4 separate regions of the Mus musculus genome follow, and regions 1, 2 and 4 are each linked to region 3. The links are chromatin contacts, called in public Hi-C maps. All regions are on one chromosome and are shown on one strand. Each heading gives the region's core, a stretch centred on a gene start, on an enhancer-like site or on the middle of the called end of the contact. The rest is flanking DNA. Distances are from core to core; before and after follow the strand shown.

Region 1 (3,490 bases), core at 840-3,339, 1.3 Mb before region 3:
CTCATGGGCTCACACCTCAGCCTCTCAAGAACATCTGCTGAGAAGTTTTCTTTTCTTATTTTTCTTACATATCTACCATCTATCTACCTACCTATCAGTAATCTACATATTTCCTAGCTATTGTCTTCCTTCTAAAAATTTATAAAAGATCTTTCTTTTTATGTGTAGGAGTGCTTTTCCTGCATGTAGGCATATTCCCTTGTGTGTGGCTTTGGCGGTCAGATGAGGGCATGGGATCCCCTGGAACTGGAAATTAACGACAGTTCTGAGCTATGATGTGGGTGCTAGGAATTGACCCGAGGTCCTCTGGAAGAGCAGTCAGTTCTCTTCACTGCTGAGTCATCTCTTCACCTTTAGTATATGATTTTTATTCTCCAAATTCTATTTCTATTAATTTTAAACTTATCTGTACATGTGTCTATGTGGGTGTGTGTGCACGGGAGCGCAGGTGCTCTAGGAGGAAGGCATCGCAGAGGTACCCCTGGATTTGGACTTACTGCTAGTTTCCAGTCACCTTATGTGGGTGCTGGAAACTGAGCTCAGGTCTCCCGGAAGAGAAGCAGTACATGAGATCTTAATCACTGAACCGTCTCTCCAGCCTCAGTGTAATTTTTTTTTTTTAAGCAAGGGTTTGAAGGGTCAACCTGAGGTTCACCTGTAAAAGGTGCTATGCTGACAAGCCTGATGTAGGAGAGAAGCGACTCCTATACTGTGTCCTTTCACCTCCTGTGTACATTAAGTGCTGTGACACTTAATGTGGACAGACAGACAGACACATACACACGCTCAAATTAACGTTAAAAAACATCAGGACAGCCAACACTATGTTAAAGAGACCTGATTCCACACCCCTCCAAAAGGGAACTAGAACGACTTTTGTGGTCCATGATCAAGTAATGTGATTTTTAACCCAGGAGCAAACTAAGTTTCAAGAGAATTTTAGAACTGTTCCTCTCATCTCAACAAGCAAGCCCCTTCTTAAAAGTGTTTTTCCCTCATGGAAACTAATAGCATATTTTCTTTTCCCCTAGCCCCTTGCCAAAAGAAACATTTCCACATTCCGCTTCTGTGCGAGAACAACTTCCTTAGATACTTGAGGACAGACGGTTCAGAGATTCATTTGTATTCTGCCTAAACTTGTTTCCAGGCAGAAGTGGGAAGAAGAAATGTAAAAGAGTGGAGTTTTTGAGAGGAAATGAAGCTTGTACTGTGTAATTCTCTGGGGGAAAGCTGGATAGACATGTTTAAACTACCACTTCAACAACGCTGCCCTAAAATGTGGGATCCAGCTAATCAGAATTAAGAGGCTGGTTTGTTAGGCCCTCAGGACTACTGGGCATGCTACTAGATTACCTCAAATAAGTGGTATATCAAGTCAGATATTAGGTTAGCGAATGTGCTGGTCATAACCTGCCTGTGGTCTGGTTCCTTAGGGGCAAAAAATCCTGAGGCTATGGCGCTTGCCCAAGAAGGAAGGTTCTGCAGTTTTTGCTTATCTTGTCAATCATGTCGTTTTCGCTCTATCACTTCCTCTTCCTTTGTGGACGAAAAAAATCTCAAGTCAGAAACAGGAAAGGTTAGCTTTTAATGGCTCGTCCGTACACAAACTACCTTCGAGGGTCCGCACTGCGGAGCAGAAAGTTACGTCTCTCCCCGCAAACCCAGAGTTTCACTATCTGCCAATCGCAGGTCAGGACTTCTCTCCTGAAACGCCCACGGGCTATGATTGGCATTAAATAAGCCCTATTGGTGCTGAGAACATGGAAGCGGTGGGTTCAGAACTGACCAATAGTATGCAGTTGGGGCGGGAGGAAGGTACGAACGAAGTGCGTGATGCCGCTCCGGGAAGCGAGGGCAGGAAGCTAGCCCAGCCAATGGCCGCCGCGGGCGGGTGTCGGCGCGCGTGCGCACTGGGGGTCCCGGAGCTGCAGGCGGGAGGTTGGGGGAGGGGAGCGAGCTGGAGCGCCGCGGAGCTCTAGCCGCCGCCGCAGCTCCCGCCGCAGCGAAGAGGCCATGTTGTGTGGTGTGTGGGGCGGGGGGAGGAGGAGGAGGGAGGAAAGCCGAGCGAGGAGACGGGAGAGACACCACACACGGCACAAGATGGCCGGAGAGGCAGCAGCAAGCCCAGCTGTCAGGCGGTCTGCCGCGGCCCGTGGGCTCGCCGCTGCGCTGGGAGCGCTACCCCGGCGTCCTGGAGGGCTCTGGGAGAGCGGGGAGGCCGCGGCTGGGGCGAGGCGGCCGCGCGCGATGTGGGAGCTCGCGGCCGGAGCGCCCGGGGAGGCCGGGCCCACGACGCCCGTGGCTCCGCTGCGGCAGCGGCGGTGCTGGTGTCGCGCGCGGCCGGGAGGCGGCTTCGCGCCGCGGGCGGGAGGCTGCGGCGGGCGACCCGTCCTGGACACGCGAGGAAGAGCGAGCCGATGGCGGCAGGGGCCGCGCTTCGACCCGGTGAGTAGCTCCCCTGCTCCCTTTATTGTCCTTTGTCCTTGGGAGGAAAAGCACGACGTCCTTGAGCGCGGGCGGGAGGGGCGGCGGGTGGCTGCCGGCTGGCTCTGCACACGCAGCCCCGGGCACTGCCGCGGAGGGCCGATGCCACGGGAGCACGGGGTCGGGCCACCGCGTTCCCGCTGCATACCCAGCCGGGCGCCGCGCTGCGGTCCGAGCCAGCGGGGAGAGGGCGGCGGCCGCGCCGTGGAACCCCTGCTTGCTCTGGTGAGTTACTTCGATACTTAGCGAGAAATAACAACAATCCTCCGTTGATGGGCTTTTAAAAATCTTTTCCAGTGAGGTGGGAACCCATCTTTGGGGTCGGATCTAAAAGAACAATGGAACCTCTCACTTCGCTTAAACCAAAATAAAACTTGTCTTTTTCCCCCCTTCTCCCTGTTGGGTGTTGGCTTTTAACTCTTTCTAAGCTGCTTTTGAGAACGGCTGTTAGTGTTCTAGATGCAAAGGTACCTTTCAGCTTGTTAAACGTCCGTGACGTTTGTTGTCTTTTAGAAAAGGCAAGTTACAGGAGTGCATCTAGTATTTCAAAAATGACGACGGCAACAAGGCAGTTTAAAGGAAGTAGATTTGATAATTATGGTGCAAGATGATGGCGTTTGATGAATACAGCTTATTTTTACCGAGAACTTTCGTTAAGACCATTTGACATCCTGATACTTGAACATAACCGTACTGTTTGATACTTTTTTAAATGAGTAGGTAAAGCCGTTATCAGCAACTTCTCACTTGAATGTTAAATCTAACTTGAGGCGGTTCCGACCCTTTACAAGTTAAAATTCATCTTGTTTAAAAGAGAGTGTATACTATTAGAAACCTTGGCCGTAAAAGTTAAGAAATATTCTAAAAGCAGAGCTCTTTAAGTTACTTAGTGTAAATCCTGAAGTAAGACTGCCATTGATGGGCGATGAAGAGGGGCCATATTTGTTGCATTTGTTGCACGTATAAAAGTCGAGGTGTGCTTAGAAACGGAACAGTATGGAAACAA
Region 2 (3,145 bases), core at 81-2,580, 1.3 Mb before region 3:
CTCAGTATATAGAACAAAGAATGAAATAGTCTGTTATTAATGTAAACTACCTTAGAATACACATCTGTGGTTAATACAGATGCAGTGTTTGTTCTTTGGATGATGTGAGGTGGTTGATATTTGTAAATTGAAAACTTGAGTTTTTGGATTTTGATGGAAATATGTTTGTAGACTTGAAACTGATTTTTTACATTTTCTTAGATTTAACATAATTACGTTTGGTAGTGAAACTAAAATGAATTCGTTTGCTGGAGTGTCATGGTTTTGACCAGTAGGGTTCAGTAAAGGAATGTTTTTAGTTTTTTCGGCATTTGTATGTGGTTGGTTACTTGTGTGCATGGGAGAGAATACTTTGTTGCATTTGTAATTTTGTTTCTATAGACCTCGTGCTTCCATCTGGAGGGGGTTTGTCTTTGACAGTTGATAATTGGCTGGTAGATGTGGCCTATTTAAGTGGCGGTGATTGATGAAATGTGAGTGTACTTAGAATTCGATTTCAAACATGAGTGAAAGGGTTCTTTTGATTTTGGAGTTGAGGTTGAGTGTTTGATTTAAAGGTGACCAAGGTTGGTGTAATTTCTTGAATTCGAAGTTATTAATTATGCCCAAATATATGTAAGAAGTAAATATGTTTGATGTGTGGCACTTCCAAGATTAATGGTTTACAAAGAAGTTTGTTTCTTCTGGGGGGGAAAATGGTTGTATTAACTTTTGCTCTACTGCAGTTGAACACTAGGGAGGCGCTCTTGAGTTGTAAAAAATTACCCCTTCCTTCCAGTTGAGGTGGAAAATTCCCCCTTAATCTTTAGATGTTTTTAGGCACCATAAAGAAGGCAAGAGTTGATTTAATTTATGGTGTTGAAATGTTGCTTCTATTTACAAGCCATTTTACCCATGGTGGGGTGTTAATTATTTTAAAGATTAGTTCTTAAACTGAGCTTTAGAGTCTCTTGAAATTATCTTTATTTCAAAATGGCTTGATAAAACTCCACTTCCTGTCCAGGGAGGAAGTTATTTTAGCTCAAGGACTGAAATATTTAGCAGATCTTTAGACAAAAGGAACAAATTACATTTCTCTCTGGCTTAAAAAGGGTGCTTGAGCCAGAGGGGGTTAAGAAGCCCTTCCCCCTCCCTCTGATGGAGTGGTCTGGAGGGGCAGGGAGGTGTGGAGTTGGGGGTCTTCTGGCTCTCTTGGATGGAGAATCTGGTTCTTTTTCTTTCTTTCTTTCTTTTTTTTTTTTTTTTGGTGGAGATGAAGGGGTGGGTCTATGGTACATCACCTGAGTTGTGGGGTAAATGTAGAGAGTGTCAATCAAAGGCAGAGCTCTCAGAGCTGGGAAGGAGGCTCTAGATGGCGGCTGTGCCTTAGAGAGAGCGCGCTTTGCTCCCTGCTTCGGTTCACTTTACGCAACTTTCCCTAACTTTCGGGCAGCCTCAGGGGGCCCCCGCAGCCCCCTGCCTCTTCTAGTGACTTACTGGGGTCGATCCGAACCTTTTTTTGGGAGAAAAGCTGCTTTTAGGAGCTTTCTTTTCGTGCCTTGTTGGAAGAAGCTGCCGTATTGAGAGCCCAGGTCGTTGTTTTTTCCAGCTTAGAAGCCATGGCGCACCTCCATTTTTGTGCGCTCTCCTAATGAGGTTTTTTTTTCCCCTTCCGGACCTGTTTTAGTATTAATTATTGCTTTATTTTTTGACAAGTCAACATATTTGAGGATTATTTCATTTACTTTTTGTTTTTTAACGGAGAATTTTGCGTTTTTAAAAATTATTTTGGATCGGATATTTTTCTACTACTAGATAGGACTCTTGCTTTGGACCTACTACATGGATCAGGTAAGTCCATGATAATCAGTGATAATTTTAAAAAAATTAATGTTGAACTTGGCTTTATTTACTGTAAATATGAGAAATTCCTGGATGACGCAATAAGATAGAGAGATTGTTATTTGTATCCAGTGTGTTACTTTTGAGAAACTTTCCTTATTGATAGTGATGCTTCTGTCGTTCAGTTTATCCCCCTCTCATTTTAAAACGGAAAAATAGAAATATTTTGTTTTTCTGGTGTTTATCGTTGTTGCATTACATGAATATCGCTAACATCGTCAGGACTTTGTTCCTGATAATAAAACCATCCGCAGAAGCTGGGACCTCACCTTTCTTTCAACTTTTGACAGTAAATACCTGGGCACAGGACTTCAAAGCAAACACAGATTCCCCCTCCCCCTTAATATTTAAGAATTAAAAGATGATGAGAAATAAGGACAAAAGCCAAGAGGAGGACAGTTCGCTACACAGCAATGCATCGAGGTATGAGCTATCAACTTTCTTTCTTTCTTTCTTTTTTTTTTTTTTTCGGGAAACCTCAGCTTACACTTGTTTACTTTGACAGACATGGATTGCTGTCTGTATTTCAAGAATTTTCTAACTTGGGTTGGTTTTTAAAGCGTGACCTTGAGATTGCTAACATGCCACACCCTGATTTTTTGGTATCAATTTATGAAAGTTGAGTTGTGACTTAAGGCCTCTTACAGCATTCAGAAGGTAATGTACTTTTCTCCGGAGGGGCCTTTCCTAGAAACTGTAGTTTTTCTGTCAGTAAATTTTCAGGTTTTAGGTTTTCATGCTGCAGAAAAATGACCTTGTCTGTTTAGCCATTGCTGCATTGCACCATTTTACATACAAGGCAAATTTTTTTCTTTGAAGAATCTGGGATATTCAAACTTGTAACCGAGGGCCATAGAGCAGCCTGGTAGTAGTAAATTATAGTAAATAGACATTTGAGAAAGTTATATGAATGAAAAAATGTACATTTAAAAACACAATCACAAATAGGACCCCTTGACTGATGCCTTTCAGTTTATATTTTTGATTGTTTCTTTTGATACACGTGACAATTAAAATTTTTTTTATGACTTATCAAAACCTTAATAAATAGTTCCTGAGATCATTAAATCTGTAACCACAAAAATTTTGGAATGCTATTAATACTTAAGCTTTGTGTTTGTTACTATGGCAATGTAATTGTATTTTTTATGCTTAAAATATTACAAGGTTTATGTTTGTGTATATTAAGACAGTTCTTTCTGGTTGATAATAATTGTATTTTATTTTATCCTTATGTTTTAGTTGGTGCTGCTTTAAATGTATC
Region 3 (3,575 bases), core at 1,028-3,527:
AGTTGGGGTAGCCACATTGTCATTACTTTATATATAGAATTTAGATTTGAGCTAGGGTGCTTTCTCTAACAAAACAACCTCTCTGCTATGTTTTGATGCAGCAAGCGTGCCCTCATTAGATGCTGGCACCATGTTTCCTGACTTTAGCCTCTAGACTGTAGGTTCTCAACCATCCTAACGCTGAGACTCTTTAATGCCGTTAGTTCTGGGGCTGGGGAGATGGCTCAGCAGTTAAGAGCACTGACTGCTCTGCCAGAGGTCCTGAGTTCAATTCCCAGTAGCCACATCTGTAATGGAATGCAATGCTCTATTCTGGTGTGTCTGAAGAAAGCAATAGTATACTCACATACATAAAATAAATAAATAAATCTTAAAAAAAATACCTTTAGTTCCTCATGTCCTGGTGACCCTCAACCGTAACATTATTTTGTTGCTACTGCTACGAATCATAATATGAATACTGGCATGTAGGATAGCTGATATGAGGCCTAGAAGGGGTCATGACCCACAGGTTGAGAACCACTGCTCTAGACGATATAAGCCTCTGTCCTTCATAAATTAATGCAGTATCATATTTAGTTCTAACAGCAACAACAACAACAAAAAAATGGGATAAAACACACATCCTCTTGAGTTTGTCTTCCAAAGATATAAATCTTCACTGGTATAGAAGCTTGTGTTGGTAGGGCCTTTCACAGGAATAATTTACAGAGTGTATGATAGATCAGGTAGAACTGAACCTTATCTTATACATATATAAAATTTCATATCTCATTGAAATTTTAGCCATGGTGTGTGTTCACTACAATAACCTGATAGAACTACAAGAGAAACGTCTTTCTTTCTTTCTTTCTTTCTTTCTTTCTTTCTTTCTTTCTTTCTTTCTCTCTTTCTCTCTTTCTCTCTTTCTCTCTTTCTCTCTTTCTCTCTTTCTCTCTCTCTCTCTCTCTCTTTCTCTCTTTCTCTCTTTCTCTCTTTCTCTCTTTCTCTCTTTCTCTCTTTCTCTCTTTCTCTCTTTCTCTCTTTCTCTCTTTCTCTCTTTCTCTTTCTCTCTTTCTCTCTTTCTCTCTTTCTCTCTTTCTCTCTCTCTCTCTCTCTCTCTCTCTCTCTTTCTTTCTTTCTTTCTTTCTTTCTTTTTTTGTTATTGTTGTTCTGTATTTGTGAAAACATCACTGTTTAAGAATATTTGTTTTCATTTCCTCATATGGACCTTTCATTACCTTCAAAGGTTAGGGCCATCCTAATATTTGTATATAGTGTCATAGCTAAAGTAAGTTAACCAGATGTTTTTTTGTCCACACCTGATGGAGAATGTGTTTGCTTAATCACATGGGCCTGAATGATGATGGTGTCCTGTTTCAGCAGAGTCACCCTTCTATTTATTTATTTTGTCCCTTCCACTCACCTATTACCCGAGGCAAAAGAAAGGCATCTGCATCTTCTTTTGAAAATACAAATTACACAAATGGGATGGAGGAAGCCAAAGGAAGCAACATACAATGCAGTTTGCAAATATCACAGTGCAATCGAGACCAACGAGCTCACTTATTGAAATTAATGTCCCCAAGAGAAACACCCTTTTGTAGAGGTGCCAGCAGTCCTGACTGAACCCCTTATTTAAATAACACCTGCATGTTTTTAAAGTTGATCATTTTCTCTGTTTAAGCTCATCCTGGCTGGCTGGAAAAGTGATCTCTGCCTGATTTTATTTTCTGAAAGGAGAGACACTGTTCCTAAAATAGTCTTTGCCTAAAGGGGAAACCAAATTCTTTTTGTGGCATTGCTGCTGCTGCTGTTTTTAAAAGTTTGTTTTACAGCAGACTGAAGGGTTTAGCTATTCATCTTTTCTAAAACATTAAATTTTCTTGATCATGGAACCTTAGAAGCAGACTCGGGAGTTTTCATATTAACTTATGACTATGTTTATGTTTTACAGCATGATGATGCATTATTAAACATATACAGAAAGGAAATTAAGGGGGGGAAGCCCATAAAGTAGTTCTGAGTGGAAGTCTCAGTATTTTCTTTTCCTATCATGGAACTGTACTATAGGCATCCTTGGTCCATTCTGGGGTACCCCTTATGCCTCCTGGGCCAGGACAGGTTTGCAGGTCTATTGAAAGTTGCCCACACCCCACAAATGAATGGTAGCTGGAGAAGAGGTTGCTAGGATCCTGAAGAAAACTCATTGAAATTTGACTCCTCCCACTTCAGAGAGAACACAGGGTGTGGCCTGGTGCCTGGTGCCAGGTGGTGGTCAGAAAACGGAAGTGGGCCTTCTGCATCTGTTTCTGCTGCTGGTTTGTGACTGCAGATGTTTCTCCTGGTTTATAAACCACTTACTCTCCTGCCCCCGAAACTAAAAAAATACTTCTGAAAATGGAAAGTACTTTTGTTTCTTACTGGCTTTCAGGCTGCTACCTGATCTCCACAGGTGCCATTTCTGAGCTATCTATAGACTATACGTGGTTTGAATTTTATATGGTTGCAAGGCATGCTTCCTTTGTTAAACCTTAAATTCTGCTTTCTGCAAACCTGGCAGAAGATTTTTCATAGTAGGGACATTGGATCTGTGCATTATTCTGTTGGAAATGTGACAAGATTCTGTTGAGAATCTCATACTCTATGAACTCTTAAAAAAAAAGGTTTCTGCTGTTTTGAGACAAAATTACTTATAAAGGTTTATGATGTAGTTAAGGCCCTGAATGTCCCCCAAAGACATGTGTGTTGAGGGTTTGGTCTCCACTCCGTGGTCTTTTGGGAGGTGTTTTATGTTAGCTGGTGAGGCATAGTGGCAGGGGAGGAGAGTTGGGTCATAGTCCTTTTGAAGAGGCTATTCAGGCTCTGGTGCCTTCTTCTTAGCTCCCTGTCTTTGATTCTAGGTTAGATTCATGTGAATGGGATTCATTTTTCTTATAGTCTCACAATAACACCCCTATATTCCCGTAGACCCAGAGTAGCAGGGACAAATGACCATAGGCTTCTGAAATCATGTGCCCAAATAAACCTTAAGTTATACACCTCAGGTGTTTCGTTACAGGAAGAATAACTAATGTAGCTTGCTTAGGTCACTATAGCCACAAAACACGAATCACTTGCACCCTGATTATGATGGGCACACGTAGTAGATAGTTCTAGTCTAAGCTCCCCCATGCCGTTCTCTCTGTAGTGAAATGGTTGTCTCTAAATTCTGATAGCTATTAGTGAAGACTGTGCTGACCTCTGGCTTCCCAGTTCTCCTTTTTCCTAGAACCTCATCCTTCAAGTGTGATTGCTTACCACAGCGTCGCATGCTTTATCTCAGGAGCATGTTAATGACCCTGTTTCAGTGTTCTCCTTCTGAAGTGCCACCATCCTTTACCCGAACCATTGGAATATTCTTGGCTATTTTAATTACTAAAATGTCTGTAGCTCTCTTGAGATAATGAAATGCAAGTTCCTTGGTAAAGGTTTTTCCAGGGCTTGCTTTTTTTTTTTTTTTTTTTTTTTTTTTTCCCCAGCATGGTGGCTCAGCAGTAGAGGACTCTACAATCTCTGTCCTTTTTTCCTTCAGGCTTCCTTCAGGCCACCTACTG
Region 4 (3,145 bases), core at 65-2,564, 1.1 Mb before region 3:
GGAACTTTGAGAACGCCCAACTTCATGGCTTGTGAGGAAGGTACAGATCACCATTTCCGCTAGATGGCGATATTTCCCCTAATCCATCCGCTTCAAGACACCCAATTTATAAAATAAATACAATCCAACGCCTTCCGAAACCACACCACATAATAACAGCACACAGGCTCCCATTAAAGTTCCAGTCTCAGGAAACTGACTCCCTCGTCGAGAAAATCTAATGCAACTACTCTAGTAAGATGCAATCAAGAGTTGCATCCAAGTGTCATTCATATTTGCACCGGTCCCCCAATACACCTGTCCCTCTACCCCTAGTTAACACTCAGGGATGAGCCATGGCTCAAGTCAGGCGCTGAGTCCTCGTGGTGCCTTGCCTTCCTCTTAGGAACGTCGGACCTTTTGGGACCCTTGCCCCTTAGCCACCACCCCAAGTCTAGCACACCGGACGCTCCTAAGCAAGGGTCACTCACACTGTACAATGTACAATGCCGACGGCCCCGGGGCAGGTGCGTTCATTTCCAGCTTCTGCAACCCGGGCCTGGGTTAAGTGAGAGAATCCGGTTTCACCGTGGGTCAGCGGGGTGATCAGATCTGTCAAGAGCTCTGTGGGTCAGGGGGGCTCTCGCCTCCGGAAGAGGTGGCCGCGCAGGAGAGAGAGCTCCAGGCGGTACACAGTGGGTGGGACAGGCGCCGGGTCTGCCCAGCCACGCGCAGCGCCTACTGCCCTCATGGCAGCATCTTAGGGGGCTGGGGGAAAAGAAAAAACACCAAACCACAAAACTTTCCTGCTGCCAAGTGCGAAGGCGAGTCATCCGAGGCAAAACCCTAAGTGTGTGAGATGAGACACCGGGTTGGGGGAGCCACTAATCAGTGAGGCGGCGGAGCGCAAGTGTCCGCAGCGCCTTGGGGACCTCAGGACCCCGTGCCCCCGCTGTCCGCGCTTACCTTGGCGGCTGCATGAGCCCCTCCAGCCCGCGGGGGGTTGGCGCTGGCGGGGCTGCGCGCGAAGACTAGGTGTAGGGCGGTCGCTCGTGGGCCCCTGGGTGAGGTGGGAGGGGCCCGGCTGGCGCTGGTCCCCGCAGCTCAGCGGACTCAGTAGCGACCCGGGGCGCTCCGCCTGCTCCCCGGCTGCATGCCTGCGAGCGCCTGGAGGAGCGAGCCTCAGGAGCGGCCGGCTGGCCAGTGCTTCCCGGGCGCAGGGCTCGGGCGGCGTAGCTTGCAGTTCCGAGACGCCTGCAGAGTAGGGCGGCCCGGGCTAACCTGCTGCCTCGCCCGGCCTGTCGCCGCCACCGCCACCGCTGAGCGCGGCGTCGCGAGGTTCGTTTGCGCGCGGCAGGGAGGGGGCGGGCCGGGCACCCCGGGAGCGGGCGGGGGGGCGAGCGCGGGCGGAGCGGAGCAGAGGGAGGGGGAGGGGTGGGGTCTGGGCTCCAAAGGCCCCGCCCCGCCGCGGTCCCACCCTTGCTGATCCGCGCTAGTGGGTGTGTGAGGACGTAGGGGGTGAGCCTGCAGAAAGCGCACACTCTCCCTGCGGGCTCGCGATCCCAGGGTTCGAGCAGCAAGTGCAGCGACCCTCCCTTCCGCTAACGCATCCAACTTTCTTAACCCTGAGCCAGGTGGCTTGGAGTCCACGTTTTCAACCTGGGAGCCTACGGTGGTTAGAGGTTTCCAATCGTGGATAAATATTGACATCTGCCGAAAGTCACCTTTGTTCTATAGGGATTTTACTCCTATTTAGAATCTTATTGGAAAAAATAAATAATATGTATATTGCATGCACAGTGCGCGAATACACGCAGTCTGGAGTAAACAGACTGTCTTGTACTCCCCCACCCCTCCCTCTGCAGTCCAGCTCAGAGGTAACCTCCGGTCACAGCGTCTTCCTCCCCCGCCCCGCACCCTTCTCGCATAGATTGCCAGAGGAAACTCCGGGCTTCTCAAAAGGATTCTTCATGCAGCTCACGCACACAGTGGAGAGCACAGCCAGCCGCCAGCAGCTCATCTCCAGGGTCTCACCCCAACACCACGTATAGGTCTGAAACCCTAGCTGGGGTGTGAAGTCAGCCGGGACACACAGCTCACACTCAAATTATCACTGAACAGTTAGCGCTGCCAGGATATTTTATACAGGGGTTACGACCCGATCTTCTCTTAATCTGAACCAAGCGCTGGAATTTTGATAGGATGAGAACTCTGTATTTAATGAAAAGGTATCGTCCGTATTAAGACCCTCGTCGTTATTTATGCTGTGGTCTTAAGGGATGTGGTTTTGAACTCAATGTTCTGCGTTTATTGGCCAAATGAATTAGACTAGTCTATAACTGAGCTATAAATAAACTCCATGTGCTTTTAGCAGGAAGGGATTGGGCCTTGCAGTTGGCCCCGTTTCTAAAATTAGCCTCGACCTTGGACAAATCTTTTAGGTCTGCTGAGCCTCAGTTTCCTTGTCTATAAATAAGGGAGTTGTACAAGAAAGTGTGTGTGTGTGTTTACATTTCCTTTTTGTACTCTATCATCCTCTGCTTGGGGACACTCCTCCAACCCTGTCCCCAATTCTCAAATCCCAGGTGTTGTTTTCCCTAGCTCTGACATCAATCTGTAATTATACCTTTATTTGTGGCCTTCTCATCATACTCAAGAGATCAGGAACCACCTTGGGGTCATCATGCCATCCTCAGCACCCAGGAGAGCCTGGTGTATAGCAGAGGCACAATAATTGTTATCACTTGGGTCATTTTCTTCCTCCTCCCCCTTGGGTTTTGGTTGTTTTGTTTTGTTTTGTTTTAACACTTTGCAGTCTTAGTCGTTTATTTCCTTTTTGTACATTAGGCCACGAATCTACATGCAATGGGCTCCAAAATCTCCGGCTCTTTTCCGTAGTCCTCACAAAGAGTGCTTCTCTGGATGGCACAGGCTGGCCCTTCAGCTGAGCCCAGGTGCCCTTCTCCTTAGCTTCCGTTTTCTTCTGATCGTTCTCCTTCACCCGCTTCAGGAGTTGTCTCTGCTCTTTGAGTGCTTGATGTGCTCAATCCGCACATTGATCCTCTCGGCCAACATCTTGCCCTTAACTTGCTTGTTTACAATTATGCCCATGGCATGCTAGTGACATTGTAGACTCTCCTGGGTTTGCTGTGGTAACACTTATGGG

The links. A called contact is a pair of places that touch in the nucleus more often than the background predicts.
Region 1: a Hi-C map of B cells shows a contact between it and region 3, with 8 read pairs. The contact joins the promoter of Chaserr here to the enhancer-like site in region 3. A contact is called at or near these places in 3 of 39 promoter capture datasets (liver and pre-B cells), 1 of 484 Hi-C or Micro-C datasets (B cells) and 4 of 115 datasets of contacts at active chromatin or transcription factors (hepatocytes, large pre-B cells, memory CD8 T cells and 1 more).
Region 2: a contact with region 3 is called in a Hi-C map of B cells, with 12 read pairs. The contact joins the promoter of Chd2 here to the enhancer-like site in region 3. A contact is called at or near these places in 3 of 39 promoter capture datasets (liver and pre-B cells), 1 of 484 Hi-C or Micro-C datasets (B cells), 4 of 115 datasets of contacts at active chromatin or transcription factors (effector CD8 T cells, large pre-B cells, memory CD8 T cells and 1 more) and 1 of 9 other capture datasets (liver).
Region 4: a contact with region 3 is called in a Hi-C map of Th1 cells, with 5 times the contacts expected there. The contact joins the promoter of Rgma here to the enhancer-like site in region 3. A contact is called at or near these places in 4 of 39 promoter capture datasets (hippocampal neurons, liver and stem cell-derived epiblast-like cells), 3 of 484 Hi-C or Micro-C datasets (LSK cells, Th1 cells and liver), 2 of 115 datasets of contacts at active chromatin or transcription factors (embryonic forebrain and stem cell-derived neural progenitor cells) and 1 of 9 other capture datasets (embryonic stem cells).

The regions. Positions count from the first base shown.
Region 1 is chr7:73,556,994-73,560,483 of GRCm38.p6, reverse strand. It overlaps Chaserr (CHD2 adjacent suppressive regulatory RNA), which reads left to right and starts at 2,089. Exons shown (of 5, transcript NR_037569.1): 1 at 2,089-2,445. RefSeq lists a cis regulatory region at 1,518-2,607.
Region 2 is chr7:73,539,931-73,543,075 of GRCm38.p6, reverse strand. Chd2 (chromodomain helicase DNA binding protein 2) reads left to right here and starts at 1,330. Exons shown (of 39, transcript NM_001081345.2): 1 at 1,330-1,830; 2 at 2,172-2,304. The coding sequence starts at 2,243. Chaserr (CHD2 adjacent suppressive regulatory RNA) reads left to right here. Exons shown (of 5, transcript NR_037569.1): 5 at 1-3,145.
Region 3 is chr7:72,279,628-72,283,202 of GRCm38.p6, reverse strand. All of the region lies in intron 1 of Mctp2 (multiple C2 domains, transmembrane 2), which reads left to right. Among named protein-coding and RNA genes, the nearest start is that of Mctp2, 25 kb to the left of the region's middle. Within about 2 kb of position 2,277, at least 23 of the 459 cell types and tissues checked have an H3K27ac peak or open chromatin away from gene starts, as enhancers often do. A contact at or near this core is called in B cells, Th1 cells and memory CD8 T cells, where this site is marked.
Region 4 is chr7:73,373,689-73,376,833 of GRCm38.p6, reverse strand. It overlaps Rgma (repulsive guidance molecule family member A), which reads right to left and starts at 1,314. Exons shown (of 4, transcript NM_177740.5): 1 at 946-1,314. The coding sequence starts at 959. A730056A06Rik (RIKEN cDNA A730056A06 gene) reads left to right here and starts at 1,060. Exons shown (of 2, transcript NR_040325.1): 1 at 1,060-1,317.